Regions from separate parts of the Macaca mulatta genome. Here region 2 is linked to region 1. A link is a contact called in public Hi-C data. All regions are on one chromosome and are shown on one strand. Each heading gives the region's core, a stretch centred on a gene start, on an enhancer-like site or on the middle of the called end of the contact. The rest is flanking DNA. Distances are from core to core; before and after follow the strand shown.

What was found. Hi-C and Micro-C count contacts between places; a contact is called where the count stands out from the background.
Region 2: a Hi-C map of liver shows a contact between it and region 1, with 2.9 times the contacts expected there. The contact joins the promoter of WDR77 here to the promoter of DDX20 in region 1. A contact is called at or near these places in 2 of 14 Hi-C or Micro-C datasets (fetal cortex germinal zone and liver).

What each region holds. Positions count from the first base shown.
Region 1 is chr1:128,481,625-128,488,783 of T2T-MMU8v2.0, forward strand. DDX20 (DEAD-box helicase 20) reads right to left here and starts at 2,936. Exons shown (of 11, transcript XM_028830395.2): 1 at 2,614-2,936; 2 at 2,094-2,188. The coding sequence starts at 2,914.
Region 2 is chr1:128,795,477-128,802,635 of T2T-MMU8v2.0, forward strand. It overlaps WDR77 (WD repeat domain 77), which reads left to right and starts at 3,283. Exons shown (of 10, transcript NM_001195443.1): 1 at 3,283-3,417; 2 at 3,669-3,854; 3 at 4,781-4,922; 4 at 5,213-5,262. The coding sequence starts at 3,303. It overlaps ATP5PB (ATP synthase peripheral stalk-membrane subunit b), which reads right to left and starts at 3,079. Exons shown (of 7, transcript NM_001260679.2): 1 at 2,888-3,079; 2 at 2,596-2,632. The coding sequence starts at 2,927.

The DNA.
Region 1 (7,159 bases), core at 1,686-4,185:
CCCCGGTGTGTGATGTTCCCCTTCCCGGGTCCAAGTGATCTCATTGTTCAGTTCCCACCTATGAGTGAGAACATGCGGTGTTTGGTTTTCTGTTCTTGTGATAGTTTGCTAAGAATGATGGTTTCGAAGGAGTCATTTTAAATGAGGTGATCATGAACCCTCCTCTAAGGAGGTAACACTTGAGCAGAGACCTACATGTACGGCATAGAGTAGAGCTGGCTATATGACACCTGGGGAAGCGTTTTCACCAACAGGAAACAACAAATGCAAAGGCCATAAGATGGCAGTGTTCTTGGTGTGTTTGAGGAAGAAAAAGAAGGCCTACATGACAGAATCTGGGGGAAAGTAAAGGAGGTCAGAGATCTAGCTCCAGGGACTAGATCACAAAAGGCCTTGAGAGCCACGGTAAAAACTTTGCAATGTAGCTACTGGAGAAGGAGAAAACAAAACTTTTGTGCTCTTAACTACGAGAAGAAAAAATTGATTAAAAAAAAAAAAGGACTAGGAGAAAATATGCCAAAACTGTTAATAGCAGTTTCTCTCTAGGTAGTGAAATTACAGATCTTGTTTTCTGGTACTTCCTAATTTTCCTGAACTTTCCCTATTTCTAAAAATTAATAGGTATTACTTTGTTACACACACAAAAAATAATGTAACTGTGATAATCCAAAGATCTGAAATTAAAAATATGAATTTGCCAGGCATGGTGGCTCACCCCTGTGATCCCAGCAGGTTGGGAGGCTGAGGCAGGCGGATTACCTGAGGTCAGGAGTTTGAGACCAGCCTGGCTAACATGGCGAAACCCCGTCTCTACCAAAATTACAAAAAAACTAGCCGGGCATGTGGTATGCACAGTTGTAATCCCAGCTACTCGGGAGGCTGAGGCAGGAGAATCACTTGAACCCAGGAGGCAGAAGTTGCAGTGAGCCAAGATTGTGCCACTGCACAATCCAGCCTGGGCAACAGAGTGAGACTCAAAAAAACGAATTTATGAAACTTTTCCAGGATTTTAGCATTTTATCTGTTGCCAAATTATCAGAAGCCAAAACCTCAAATACATCTTCGTCTACAATTAGACTAGCTCAGGTTCTTGGGAAGTAGGAGGATTTCCAATATGCAACATCACCTAGGATTTGGCAGATATAAGATGGACTCAAAAAGCTTCCCAGGTGATGAACATGGATATCTGGATTAAAAACCACTGTTGAAGACTCATCATCAGATATACCAATGCCTGAGAACTTGAAATACAGTCTGCCATAACAACTAAACTACAAAGTAAGGTTATGAGAATCACATCTAATTCATCTTTGAATCTCCAATGCCTGACATACTGTTCATACGTAATATGGGCTCAACAAATCTTTGTTGAAGAAATGATCCCCAAACCCAAATTTCCTGCTAATTTGGGTAGGGTAATCTTAGAAACACTCTAAGACAACCTAGAAGATGGGAGATGAATATGATACATTTACAGAGCTTTAAGAACCACCTGCATACCGGGTGTGGTGGCTCATGCCTATAATCCCAGTACTTTGGGAGGCAAATGTGGGAGGACTGCTTGAACCCAGGAGTTCGAGGCCGGTCTGTGCAACACTGAGGAGACCCCATCTCTACAAAAAGTAGCCAGGTGTGGTGGCACACACCTGTCGTCTCAACTACTTAGGAAGATGAGGTGGGAGGATCACTGGAGCCCAGGAGTTCAAGGTTGCAGTGAGCAATGATCCGCCACTGCACTCCAGCCTAGGTGACAGAGCCATACCCTCTCAAAAAACAAAAACAAACCCTGCAGTTATCAGCAATAGCCAGAGCACTACATTACCATGAATCAAGTCAAATGTTAAGTATCACATTAGTCAGTAAGTAAAAGAATCCCTGTCTGTATTACCAAGTAGTGAGAAAACTGACACGTATGGTAGCTTTATTCTATTTAAATAAGGTACGCATAGAAAATTCCAAAGTTCACCACCACCACCACTTAACTCAATCATTCATCAAATTCAATTCCAGCTCTGAGGGGCTACTGGTATTTCATCTGACCTGTGGTAAAGTCCACGTAACACATCCTCCTCTGGTCCTCTGAGCTAACTCACCTGGGTACTTAAGTTTTCAAGAACAAGAGAGTCCAAAGCTATGGTGGAAAACACACAGGTTTTCCCAGTGCCAGATTTAGCTTGAACAATTAAATCTGCGAAGGAAAAAAAAAAAAAAATTATCACTAGCCAGTACTCACGGAAGCAGCTTAGGGGCTCGCATGGAATCAGAGAACTAGAAGGGTCTCTGAGATTCTCCCAGTTGGCACCTTCATTTTTAGTTGATTCTCAAAAACGTAAGAGAAAACGCCTAGTCCCTGACCTTTTACCGTTTATCTTCTCAAACTTAGAACCACCTGTCAGTGCTAAAAAAGGTCTTAACCATCTTCAAGTTCAATAGTGCACCTTAGTTTTACAAATAAGTTAACTGAGCGTACCGCCTAGCCCCAGGCCGGGCCCTGCTCCGGGAGCCGACCGAGGGCTCTCCCCGAGCTGCAGTGCGGGCCTGGCTGCCGCTGCCGCCCCTCAGTCGCCCTTCTCCCGCCCCGACCCCCGAACTCTCCCGGGCCCCCGCTCTCACCGAGCCCGCAGCGCCCCAGCGGGATGGCCTTGAGCTGCACCGGCGAGGGCCTCTCGAAGCCGGCTGCCCGCAGCCCCTCCAGCACCGACCGCGAAAGCAGCAGTGACTCGAAGTCGGCCGGCTCCGCCAACAGCACGTCCCCCGTGCGGGTCCGCGGGCTGCCGAGATCCTGAGCGGTCCGCAGGCTCCTCATAGGCCCAGGTGTTGGCTCTGGGGCCGGGACGTGCACGGCCACATGCTCAGCTGGCATAGCAGTAGCCACTGCCGCTACGGCTCCCAGGGCTTCAAACGCCGCCGCCATGCTAGCCGCACAGTCAGATCTCGCGGTGCTTGAAGAGAAGCGGGGATCCTGGGAGCGAGAAAAGGAAAAACTTTATTGGCAGTTTTCCCACGAAGACACTAACACGCCTGGCTTGGAAGTGGAGGAAAGGGACGGGAGTCGGAGGCTGAGAGACTAGGGAACACTACCCACACACACAAAAAATGTGGCCTGAGGAAAGCAGCATGAGGGAGGAGAGGAAAGATGAGGCAACTGTTAAGTCGCTGCCTGGGGCCTGCAGAGGGCGCCGCGGGCCCGCGGTGGGGGCGCCGCCCCGCCTCTCGGCCCTCTTCTGGGCGGAGCCGCCAAGCCGTGCCCCCGGCGCCACCGCCCTCTCGGCGCTCTTTGTGATGTGCCCGTTGCGTCACGCCCCCGCCCCGTGCTTCCGTTTTCCGTTCCGCCAGCCTGTCCCGTTCCGCGGCCGCCTCTTCCCCAGCGCTACCCGCTCTGCACCCTGAGTCGCTGCTCCTCTGTGCTGGCAGAGTGCGCCCAGAGCGTAGCCGGGCCCAAGGGTTTACTACGTTGACTGGTGTGTCCGTCTGCTGTGCAACCCAATTTATCTCCGGACCTTCAGCCCCTAGCAAGTCCCTGGCGCACAGTGAACTCTGATAAAAGTACGTTGAATTGGAACCTGGAACCGGACTGACATTTCCCAAGTTCATATCTCCGCCTCAGATCTCCCTTTAGACTCTAGACGTGTACATCCATCTGCCTCCATGCATCCACCTCCGCAGCACCTCCCCTCGGATGCCTAATAGACTCTGAAATGTTACATGCCTTCTGTATTGCTCCTTTCCCCATCATTTCATGCGTAGGCGGCTAGGAGTCTCTGCCACTTTTCCTTGCTGTGGACTTCTGCCCAAATATCACCTTTTCAAAGAGCTCTGCCTTTTAAAAGAAGTCTTGAACACCCTAAGACAGCTCTGTCATCCTGTCTGCTCCCTGGTCTTTCCCAGCACTCTCTTGTTTTGTTTTGCTTTATTTTTTCTTTATGATACTTACAACTACCTGAAATTATATGTCTACTGCCTGTCTCCCACACTCTATGAGGACAAGGACCCATTTTGTCTTGTTCTCCTCTGCATCCCTAGTGGGAAAAGCAATCTGACACATAGGAATTGTTCAATATTTATCAAATGATTGAGCTCCTATAACAAACTCTTAGTCATCATGCCAAATTTAAATATTTCTGGACCTCAGCCATATTCATTATTCCAAACTTAGCTGTATGGGGTGGCTCGCACCTGTAATCCCAGCTTCTTGGGAGGCTGAGACGGGAGGATCGCTTGAGGCCAGGAGTTGCCAGCCTGGGCAACATGCAGAGACCCTGTCTCAAATTCTTAAAAAGTAAACAAATTTTTTAAAATACGAAGAATACCAAACTTAAATATATTCTGCAACCAAGCCCAACTTTGTCCATAGATTATAATACTGGTCATTGTCCCTAACCCCTTCACACACACACACACAGTGATGGTCCAGATTCCCTATGATAGAGGAGGGGCTTTGACATGGTAATCCCATTGGAAGGTGGTCCTGACGGTTTATATTGCCTGGAAATTTACAAAACATTGAGAAAATGTCAACTATCCGTTTGAAGGAATGGAGACTGATGGAGGAGATGGCACTAAAGGTCCCAGCCTTCCTCTTAGTGCCCTCACCTCTTTTATCTGCCTAATCCCCAGACCCCAAACTTGGGAATTATTCTTGACTCCTTCCCCACTTTCTAACAATTTACCGAGCACAAGTAATTTTGCCTCCAAATATTTCATCCATTCTTCTTAAGTCTCCATAGCATCTGCCCTATTTTAGGTCCCTGTATCATCCTAATTTGCAAAAACCTCCTGAATGGTCTGCCTGGCCAGAGTTTCTTCTCTATCCCAGCCGTGTACCCCACAGGTGCTGCAGTGATCTTTCTTTCTTTTTTTTTTTTTTTTTTTTTTTTTTTTTGAGACGGAGTCTCGCTCTGTCGCCCAGGCTAGAGTGCAGTGGCCAGATCTCAGCTCATTGCAAGCTCCGCCTCCCAGATTCATGCCATTCTCCTGCCTCAGCCTCCCGATTAGTTGGGACTACAGGTGCCCGCCATCTCGCCCGGCTAGTTTTTTGTATTTTTTAGTAGAGACAGGGTTTCACCGTGTTAGCCAGGATGGTCTCGATCTCCTGACCTCGTGATCCGCCCGCCTCGGCCTCCCAAAGTGCTGGGATTACAGGCTTGAGCCACCGCGCCCGGCCAGTGATCTTTCTTAAGTGGATATCTTAGGCTCTTTGGGTCCAGCACCAGATCCTGCTCCTTTTGACACCCTTTTTTATTCCCCACCCCAGGGTCCCACAGCACACTATCAATAATTCCAGTCTGGCTCTTATGTTTTATTTGCTTGGTTACTTGTATGTGCCTCACACTAAATAAACTATGAGCTTCTCAAGGACAGTAATTTTGTCATCCTAGACCCTCTGGCCCAGCACCAAGCACCTGGTGGACCCAGTAAACATTGAATGGCTGACACCTTGCTCAAAAATCTCTGCTGGATCTCCATGCACATAGCAGTGGTTCTGTCGAACTCACATCAGTCACCACTGAAGAACCACAGGATTATCCCAAGAAAAGCAAAAAGACTGCATTTCCAGAAAACATTTATAGTTTTATAGGCATTCTGTTGCTGCATTTGTTGTTTATGATGTTTTACAGACACAAATATTGCAGTAAATTATTGGGAACCATGGTGAATAACACAAAAATTTTTTTCTCACTAGTCAAAAGTTGTAACAGTGTTGTTGACCATAATTTTTAGTACTATAAAGACAAAACACAAAAGCAAGAGATCATTTAATAACTAGGTAAGGCACAGGATAACACATACAGAAATGGGCTAGATTGTGTCTGTCTCCCAGCCTCCCCCAGATAAATAACAGTGGGATCCCTGTCTCTTCTCTGGCAGAGCAGCACACCTACCTCCTCCAACCAGACCAAACTAGCCCAAATGCTTAATTCTCCATGGCTTGTAACACCTCAATACCTTTGTATTTGCTGTTCCATCTACCTGGAGAGCCTTTCCAGGGAGCTAGAGGAGGAAGAGATTCATATGAACTGAAGAGATGAGAGTGACACTTAGACTCAGAATGGGTGTTAAGATTCAAATGATCTCGTCCAATTATTTTGCAATGGAGGCTTCTGAACCCAGAGGAAAAGAAAACAGTAAAAAGAAGGCATAGTGTAAGGTGGCCCACCCTGGGTGTGAGGATCGGTGGGGGAATGCAGAAAGAAGGGAAGGAAACTTAAGGTTTTAAAGCCACTTTTTCTCATTTGACCCTCAGAGCAACACAAGGTAGGAAATATTATTATTTGCATTCAATCTACAAAACATCTCTAATCATTCAACAAAAATGTTCTGAACACCTATAAATCAGCCAAGTGCTAGAGATACAAAAATAGAACAAAGTAAACAGAGCCTCTGCACTCAGGGAGACAGATGCACACAAACAGGTGGCCTCATTGGCTGTATAAAGTGCAGGGTGCTACTGAAGTCAAGGAGGTAACCAGATGTGGGGACCCAAGAAAGATTTAGCAGTCAAAATTAGGTTTGATTAAAAGTAAGGCCTCAAAATAGGAGGTTACCTCCCCAGGATAGAAGTTCATTTTGCCCTTGTAGAGAATTCTGGAAGCAGGACTGATAGTCCTGGTCCACAAAGATCCCAAGCACCCAGACTTCTGTCTTGGTCCCCAAATAGTTGCTGTAGTTCCAGTCGTCATGTTTGCATTGCAGCCAGCAGGAAGGAAGAAGACTCGAAATAGAAAGTAGAAATGGTAATGGTCATCATGCCAGCAGTCCTTTTAAGAAATGTTCTCAAAAGCTGCCACATTATCTGGCATTTCTTGGAAAGAACTTAGCCATAAAGTTGTACCTTCTTGCAAAAAAAAAACAAAAAATCTGGGAAATGTCATTTTTCCGGACAATCACATGCCCAGCTATACACTGATTTGAGAGGAGGTCCATTACTATAGAGGAAGGGGGAAAGGACATTGGAGGCAACTAACAACCTCTGCCACATCTTCCTAACATTAGTGAGAGCTACGGTAAGATCTGAAAAATGAATCAAAGTTGGCCTTGTGACAGAGGAGGGGAAAATGGAGGTCTGGAGGTGAGGACCACCATAGCACATTCTAAAAGAGCTTAGAATGCAAATGGGACAGTAAGCTTTGATGAGGCAGGAGAATGAAGTGTAGGCCAG
Region 2 (7,159 bases), core at 2,033-4,532, 310 kb after region 1:
TCCCAGGCTCAAGCGATTCTTGTGCCTCAGTCTTCCGAGTAGCTGAGATTACAGGCGTGTGCCACCACGCCCAGCTAATTTTTTTATTTTTGGGACAGATGGGGTTTTGCCATGTTGGCTAAGCTGGTCTCAAACTACTGGCCTCAAGTGATCTGCCGTCTCGGCCTCCCAAAGTGCTGAAATTACAGGTGTGAGACACTATACCTGGCCTCTGCTTCTTATTAAATACCCCAACTTAAACCTAGCCCTCTCACATTACTGCCAATGTTTCTAAAATGAAAATTTGACTTGAAAACTCAACAGGCTCTCTCCTGCCTACTGAAAACTACTTAATATAACATATATAATCTAGTACCTATCATTTTTTTTTTTTTTTTGAGACAAGGTCTCACTCTGTCACCCAGGCTGGAGTGCAGTGGTGCCATCACTGCTCACTCGCAGCCTCCATCTCCTGGGCTGAAGCCATCCTCCCACCTCAACCTTCCCAATAGCTGGGAGTACAGGCGTACACCACAATGCCCAGCTAATTTTTAGAATTTTAAAAAAATTTTGTTGTTTTGTTTTTGTCTATGTTGCCCAGGCTAGTCTCGAACTCCTGGGCTCCAGTGATCCTCCTGCCTTGGCCTCAGGATTATAGGCATGAGCCACCACTGTGCCTGGTCCTGTCAAATTTTATAACCTCATCTTCCTTCATTCTCTTACTCTCCTGGAATTACTTAACAGCTCTCAAAAACAAACGAAGAACCACCACAAAAAAATTGCCCAATGCTGCTCCTTCTGTCTTGTATGCCCTTCATACCATGACTTCATAGCAATGACTACCAAGACCAATCAGCCTCCAGATGTGTAAAGCCCTCCCCCATTTTGGGCTAACATTCATTCTTTTAATCAATAAAACATTTACTGACTTTCTACTAATGCTAGGTACCAGTAACATGGCAATGAACAAAGCTCCAGCCTTCAACATTCTAGTGGGGGTATGGGAAGGGTGAGTGTGTATCTCCATACAAAATTTCAGGCGGCTCTAAGTGCTGTGAAGAAAAACTGAGCAAGGTAAGGGGATAGGGAGCAACAGAATGGGGAAGTTTTTTTGGTAGGGAGCCAGATGACATTTGACCCAATGATCTGAGGAAAAGAGAGAAGAGCAAGTAGAAAGATATTGAGGCACGAATGCGCTTGGTAGTTTTCAGAGGAACACCAAGGGCAGTATGGTTGAAGAATGAGCTAAAAAAAGAACAGAAGGGGATGGTGTCAAGAGATAGGATGGGATCAATTCATGTTGGACCTTCTGGGTTATGCTAAGTTTGGATTTTATTCAAGTGGGATGGGGAGCTCTGGAAGGCTTTGGTGGGAGATTGACATAATCCTCCTGGCTATTATGAGAATGGGCTGTAATAGCACAAGAATAGAGATGCAAGACTAATGAAGAGACTACTAAAATACCTAGGTGAAAGTTTGCGGTGGTTCATACTTTAGTGGTAGTGGAAGCAGCAGTCAGAGTCCAAATTTCTAGAGGAAGAGCCTTGCTGAGGTACTGGACATGAAGTGTGAAAAAAAACCAAGGATATTCCTTGTATCTTGTAAATATAAGTTATTTATTACCTGGTATTACAATTATTTGTTTACAAGTCTGTATGGGGTCCTTTTTCTTCTAAGTTGGAAGCAGTCAATTATAGCCTCACTTCATTGCACACATGAGACTCAATTACAGACAAGACCACTTTTTCAAGTCCAGTTTTTTCAATTTGATAGTTAACATAATTTGCAAGCTTTAGAACTAAATTTGGAAGTAAAAAGAAATCTCTAGGAAAATGAACATGTCTTATGAAACAATTTTAACGCAAACAGCTGCTAAATTTACTAAACACACACCATGTACCAAGAACTGTTTTTGAATTTCACAGAAATTGCCTCTTAATTCTCAAAAGCCACAATGCACTATCATGCGCCATTTTGTAGATGAGGAAATTGAGGTCACACAGCTAGTAAGTGGAGGGGCCAGGGACCCTGTACTGGCTTTGGAGCCCTCACTCTAAACCAATACTCTAAAGGTGCCTCCCATTCCTAGACTGTGAGCTCCATGAGGGCAGGTAATTTGCCATACTCATTCTTGTATCCTTGGTTATGTGTTTAGGCAACATAAATATTTACTGAATCAATGAATGATTTCTCTGATTGTTATTATATGGCAGCAAAAACTAGGTATCTGGGAAACAGACTATAAACAACATGCTTCACTGTTTTATTGAACAAAATTTGTTCTTGGGTATGTAATCTACTCTGATTCAGGCTGTGGAGGCTACATGTCATAAGGTCCCAAGGGAAGGTCACAAAGGAGAGGGGCGGGCATAGAAGACAGCAAAACCAATTTCTAGTTTAGTTAGAATACGTTACATATCCTGTTAAAGTCTTGGTCATCAGTTCATATGACAGCGTTCCTGGCAGTTACAGGAACAAGTGTTTGAAAGAGGGTTTAAGTGTCCCAAAATTATCGGAAAGAGATTTCTGGCCTAAAGCTAAGGGGGTGGGGGCAGGAATCGAGAAATAAAAGATAGTAAAAACAAAGACGAAAGGGACCATTATCCTCACACTTACCCTGGACCCAGGAAGGCTGCATTCTTCAGAGACGGGGCTGCAGACAGACAAGACGAAGGTCAGCAAAGTCAAATGAACTCTAGTTTGTCCCTTCCTCATCCCTGCCAGGCTAGATCACTGAGGCTATGTACCCCTCTTTCCTGTCCCTTAAGTCCCCACGCTCCTCTCTGAGCGGCGCTGATCACTCGCCGCTCAGGCCCGTGTCGCTGCGCCCTTCTCCCCTCCTTGTGACCCCTAGATTCGCTTCTTTCCAATCACTCTGATAGCCCAGAGCAGCGTCTACACCCCTCACCCGCTGTGGCGGCGGCGGAAAGTACCACCCGGGACAGCATGGTCAGCGAAGGTGCAGGTAGCAATCTTAGAGTCCCTGTGACCCCGACAGGAGAATCTGTCAGGGCAGGAGCAAGATGGCCGCTCACAAGTCTCGCGAGATGAAAATTTTGTAGTCTTCCTTCAACTTTCCTCGGGAGATTTTTTTTTTTTTAAATTATCGCGAGACGAGGCAAGTAATGCTGAGAACCTATCGCAGGAGGGCGACAGCCGGAAAGCAGGATGGAGCCGCAGAAGCAATTCTCGCGAGAAGTAGACTTGCCGTAGCCTCGGGAGAGGGGCGGAGGCTCAGAGGCACACCACGTGGGGTTTGCTATCGGAGCTGAGTCTCCGGCCGGCGTCCAATTTGAGTCTAGGTTGGAGTTGGAACCGTGGAGATGCGGAAGGAAACCCCGCCCCCCCTAGTGCCCCCGGCGGCCCGGGAGTGGAATCTTCCCCCTAATGCGCCCGCCTGCATGGAACGACAGTTGGAGGCTGCGCGGTACCGGTCCGGTGAGCCGAGATCCCGGGCCTGGGAGCTCCCTTACCCCGGCCCAGGGCGCCCCTCCCCAGAGACTGACCCTCCCAGCCCATCCCCGCCCTGCATGTTATCCTGACCCGTGGGTCGCGCCGCCGAGCTGTCCCCAGCCCTGCCCCGCGTTCCTGAGCTCAGATCCAGACCCGGCCCGAAAGCTGTTCTGTGCGGTCTTCATGGAGGCGAGCCCTTCCACCCTTCACGTGCTGACAGCTTGTACCCCCCGTAGATGGGGCGCTTCTCCTCGGGGCCTCCAGCCTGAGTGGCCGCTGCTGGGCCGGCTCCCTCTGGCTTTTTAAGGACCCTTGTGCCGCCCCCAACGAAGGCTTCTGCTCCGCTGGAGTCCAAACGGAGGCTGGAGTGGCTGACCTCACTTGGGTTGGAGAGAGAGGTATTCTGGTGGCCTCTGATTCAGGTGAGTCACTTTCCCCTCATCCACCCCTCACCCCCACCCCCAGCCCCGGGTGGAGTGGTAGAATGGAGGCTTGGGGTACGGGTAGGGCTGAGCTCAATATCTAATGTCCTATGTTCAGTGCTTGGAGGAGCCTGAGAGTGTTGGCCCTGAATGCAAACTCTTGTGTAGGTGGGAAATATATTTTCTAAAATTCTAAATTGTCTGTTGAGATTTCCTAGAAAAATCCGTAACAAAATTAAGCAACGGATTGGAACCATTTTTCTTCTGTGTAACCTGCTGCTTAACCCCCGCAGCCCAGACCAAGCATAATCTTGATTTTAAGATGACACTGAAGCCAATCTATGCTACATGTCTCTTTCCATTTCTTACTGCTTTCTTGTCTTCATTCTGCTTTCTTTGTGTTGACTGTAGGCTCAGCGATGCAGGCTTTGGATTTTTTTTTTTTTTTTAATCAGAATTTGGAAGTTGGCTGGCATTGCATGGAAGTTTAAAAGACCCACTTATAGATTTAACCTCTCTGACAATTGAGCTTGAACAGTACATAATCAAGAAAACTTTTGGCGGATTCTCTATACTGAGCCAGTCACTGTGCAAAACGTTCAATTATTCAACATATTTTTAAAGACTCTGCAAGACATTTATTCAACTAGTTCAGCAAATACTTATTAGTGTCCAAATAATTGGGAAGTGTTAACATCACTGGCTTTCTCCACCTCCTTGTCTGGGCTGTCATTAGGAAAACAGTAACACAGAATAAAGTCAAAGGCTCAGAAATTAGCTAAACTCTTCAGTGATGTGGACTTTGCTTTTATAGGAATAACTAACTTACTTTGTTAATTTAGTGACAGTGGCTCTTTGAATCCTAGAAGTGAATTACTACCGTGGTATAATTCAAGCTCATGTTTTCCTTACCCTACCCCCAACAGGTGCTGTTGAATTGTGGGAACTAGATGAGAATGAAACACTTATTGTCAGCAAGTTCTGCAAGTATGAGCATGATGACATTGTGTCTACAGTCTGTGTCCTGAGCTCTGGCACACAAGCTGTCAGTGGTAGCAAAGACTTCTGGTGGGTCCCTGTTCTCATTGCTTCTGTCTCTGAGCCTCCTTTGGGCGCCTTTCCTATCCTGTTAACCTCATTAGGTAACATTTTGGGCTTATTCTAAGAATTCAGTGACTAACTTTAGCATGTCTATAAGGTTTCCTTAGGGATTTTGCAGTCCATTGTAAGTAGACCATAGCAGCAGTCCAGGAGGCAAAGACTTGGGGAATGTTGATTACAGGAAGTTCATGTTTGAACACGTTTTTATGTTGCTAGTGTAGGTCAAGATTAAATGTCTGTTTTCTTTTGCCTCTTAGCATCAAGGTTTGGGACCTTGCTCAGCAGGTGGTACTGAATTCATACCGAGGTGAGTATTCTTTCATTTTTAGCCCTGGTCTTAGCTATTGTGTTTTTGGACTTTCTGAAGTTTGCTTTGATGTTAGGAACAGCAATTCCATGTTCTGATAGTTTTCTTATAAAACAGTAGTCAGGCTCCAGTATCTACCCCTTGTCCTTTTCTCAATTTCCTTGTTTCTTTTTTCTTTCTTTTTTATTTTTTTTTAATTCGACTAGTCAAGTACAGTAGTGAAAAGAGGGGAAGAATAGACAAGGAGTTTAGTCTGTAACTGACTGTGAACAATCAATTGAGATAACTCGCTACCTTCAGACCAGCCAGTTTCCCTGTTTCTATTGATGGCCTCACCACCTTGGCAACACAGGGCTCAAACTCTCGGTCCTTTTCCACCCCTTCTGTTTCCCCACCATCAGTTGACCACTAAGTTCTTTTTAGTCTTTTCCACTGGTCAGTCACCTTCCTATCCATTTCTATGCCCCTATTCGCTTTCAGGCTTTACCTTACACAGGTAGTAGCACTCATGTCTCCACTAGCAATCTAGCTCTTTTGGTCTTTTATTAGTTTCTTGTGGCCAGTGGATTAAAATCCCATTTTCTTGTAATGGCATTGAAACCCTTTTACTGCATTTCCTCTCTTCAAGCTTATTAGATCCTTGACATTCTCAAGGGATAAATCTTGAGACTTTCAAATCTTGAACTTTTGAGTATTTACCTTCATAAAATGTCTGTTTTCTTTTGAGAACCATTGCTTTTTTAATGCCCCTCTTTCTGCTCACTTTCATTAACAGCACTAGTGGTTGACTTTATCTTGGGAGCCATTCTTTGTGAAGATAATGTCTAGAGCCTTAATGTGTGCATGTTCCAAGATTTAGATGCTGGGTGATTGATCACTGTGGTTCTCTCAATGGCTAAGTGCCTTTCCCTGCCATTTCTAACTTCAAAGTACATGATTAAGTTATAGACCAGAGAAATCACAGACTCATATCCAAGGTCCAGTATCCTGGACCTTCAGGGTCACTTGCAAATAGTTTTACAATAATGTTGAATGCCCAGCTGTGCACAGTGGCTCACACCTGAAATCCCAGCACTTTGGGAGGCTGAGGTAGGCAGATCATATGAAGCCTAGGAGTTAGAGACTAGTCTGGCCAACATGCCGAAACCCCGTCTTTACTAAAAAGTACAAAAATTAGCCAGGCATAGTGGTGCACATCTGTAATCCCAACTACTTGGGAGGCTGAAGCCCGAGAATCGCTTGAACCCAGGAGGCGGAGGTTGCAGTGAATCGAGATCACGTCACTGCACTCCAGCCTGGGCAACAGAGTGAAGCTGTTTCAGGAGAGAAAAAAAAAAGTCAATGCCCTATGTCTATTATATTTGCCTTTTATTGCGTAGACATATGTGCTTTCCTGGTTAATGCTAACTCTTTTTCAGCATTTCTGCCATGCAGCCTTTCTGTTATTCTTTGTGTTTGTGTCTTATTCCCCCTGCTGAATTCCAAATCCTTTATTATTTTTTAATTTTTTGTAGAGACAGAGTCTTGCTATGTTGCCCAGGCTGGTCTCAAATTCCTGGGCTCAAGGGATCTCCCGCTTTGGCCTCCCAGAGTGCTGAGAGATTACAGGCATGAGCCATTGCATCCTGCCCCAAAACCTTTGAGGGTAGAGGAACCATGTATTCTTCATCTTTCCTTACCACCATGATGCTTGTCCCAGAGCTTTGCTTTTTTCAAGTGAGCAATAAATTCCTTTTCTTACTTCTTATTCTGTTGACTTTCTGTGAATTCTAGGGCTAGGAAAGAACTATGGAAGCTGGTTTAGTTCCATCCTTCTGCCTCAGGGAAGGGCCACATTCAGACTACCTGGGAAAGTCTGGTAAAATGACTGTAGAAAAGGTTTCCACAGTTTCCAATT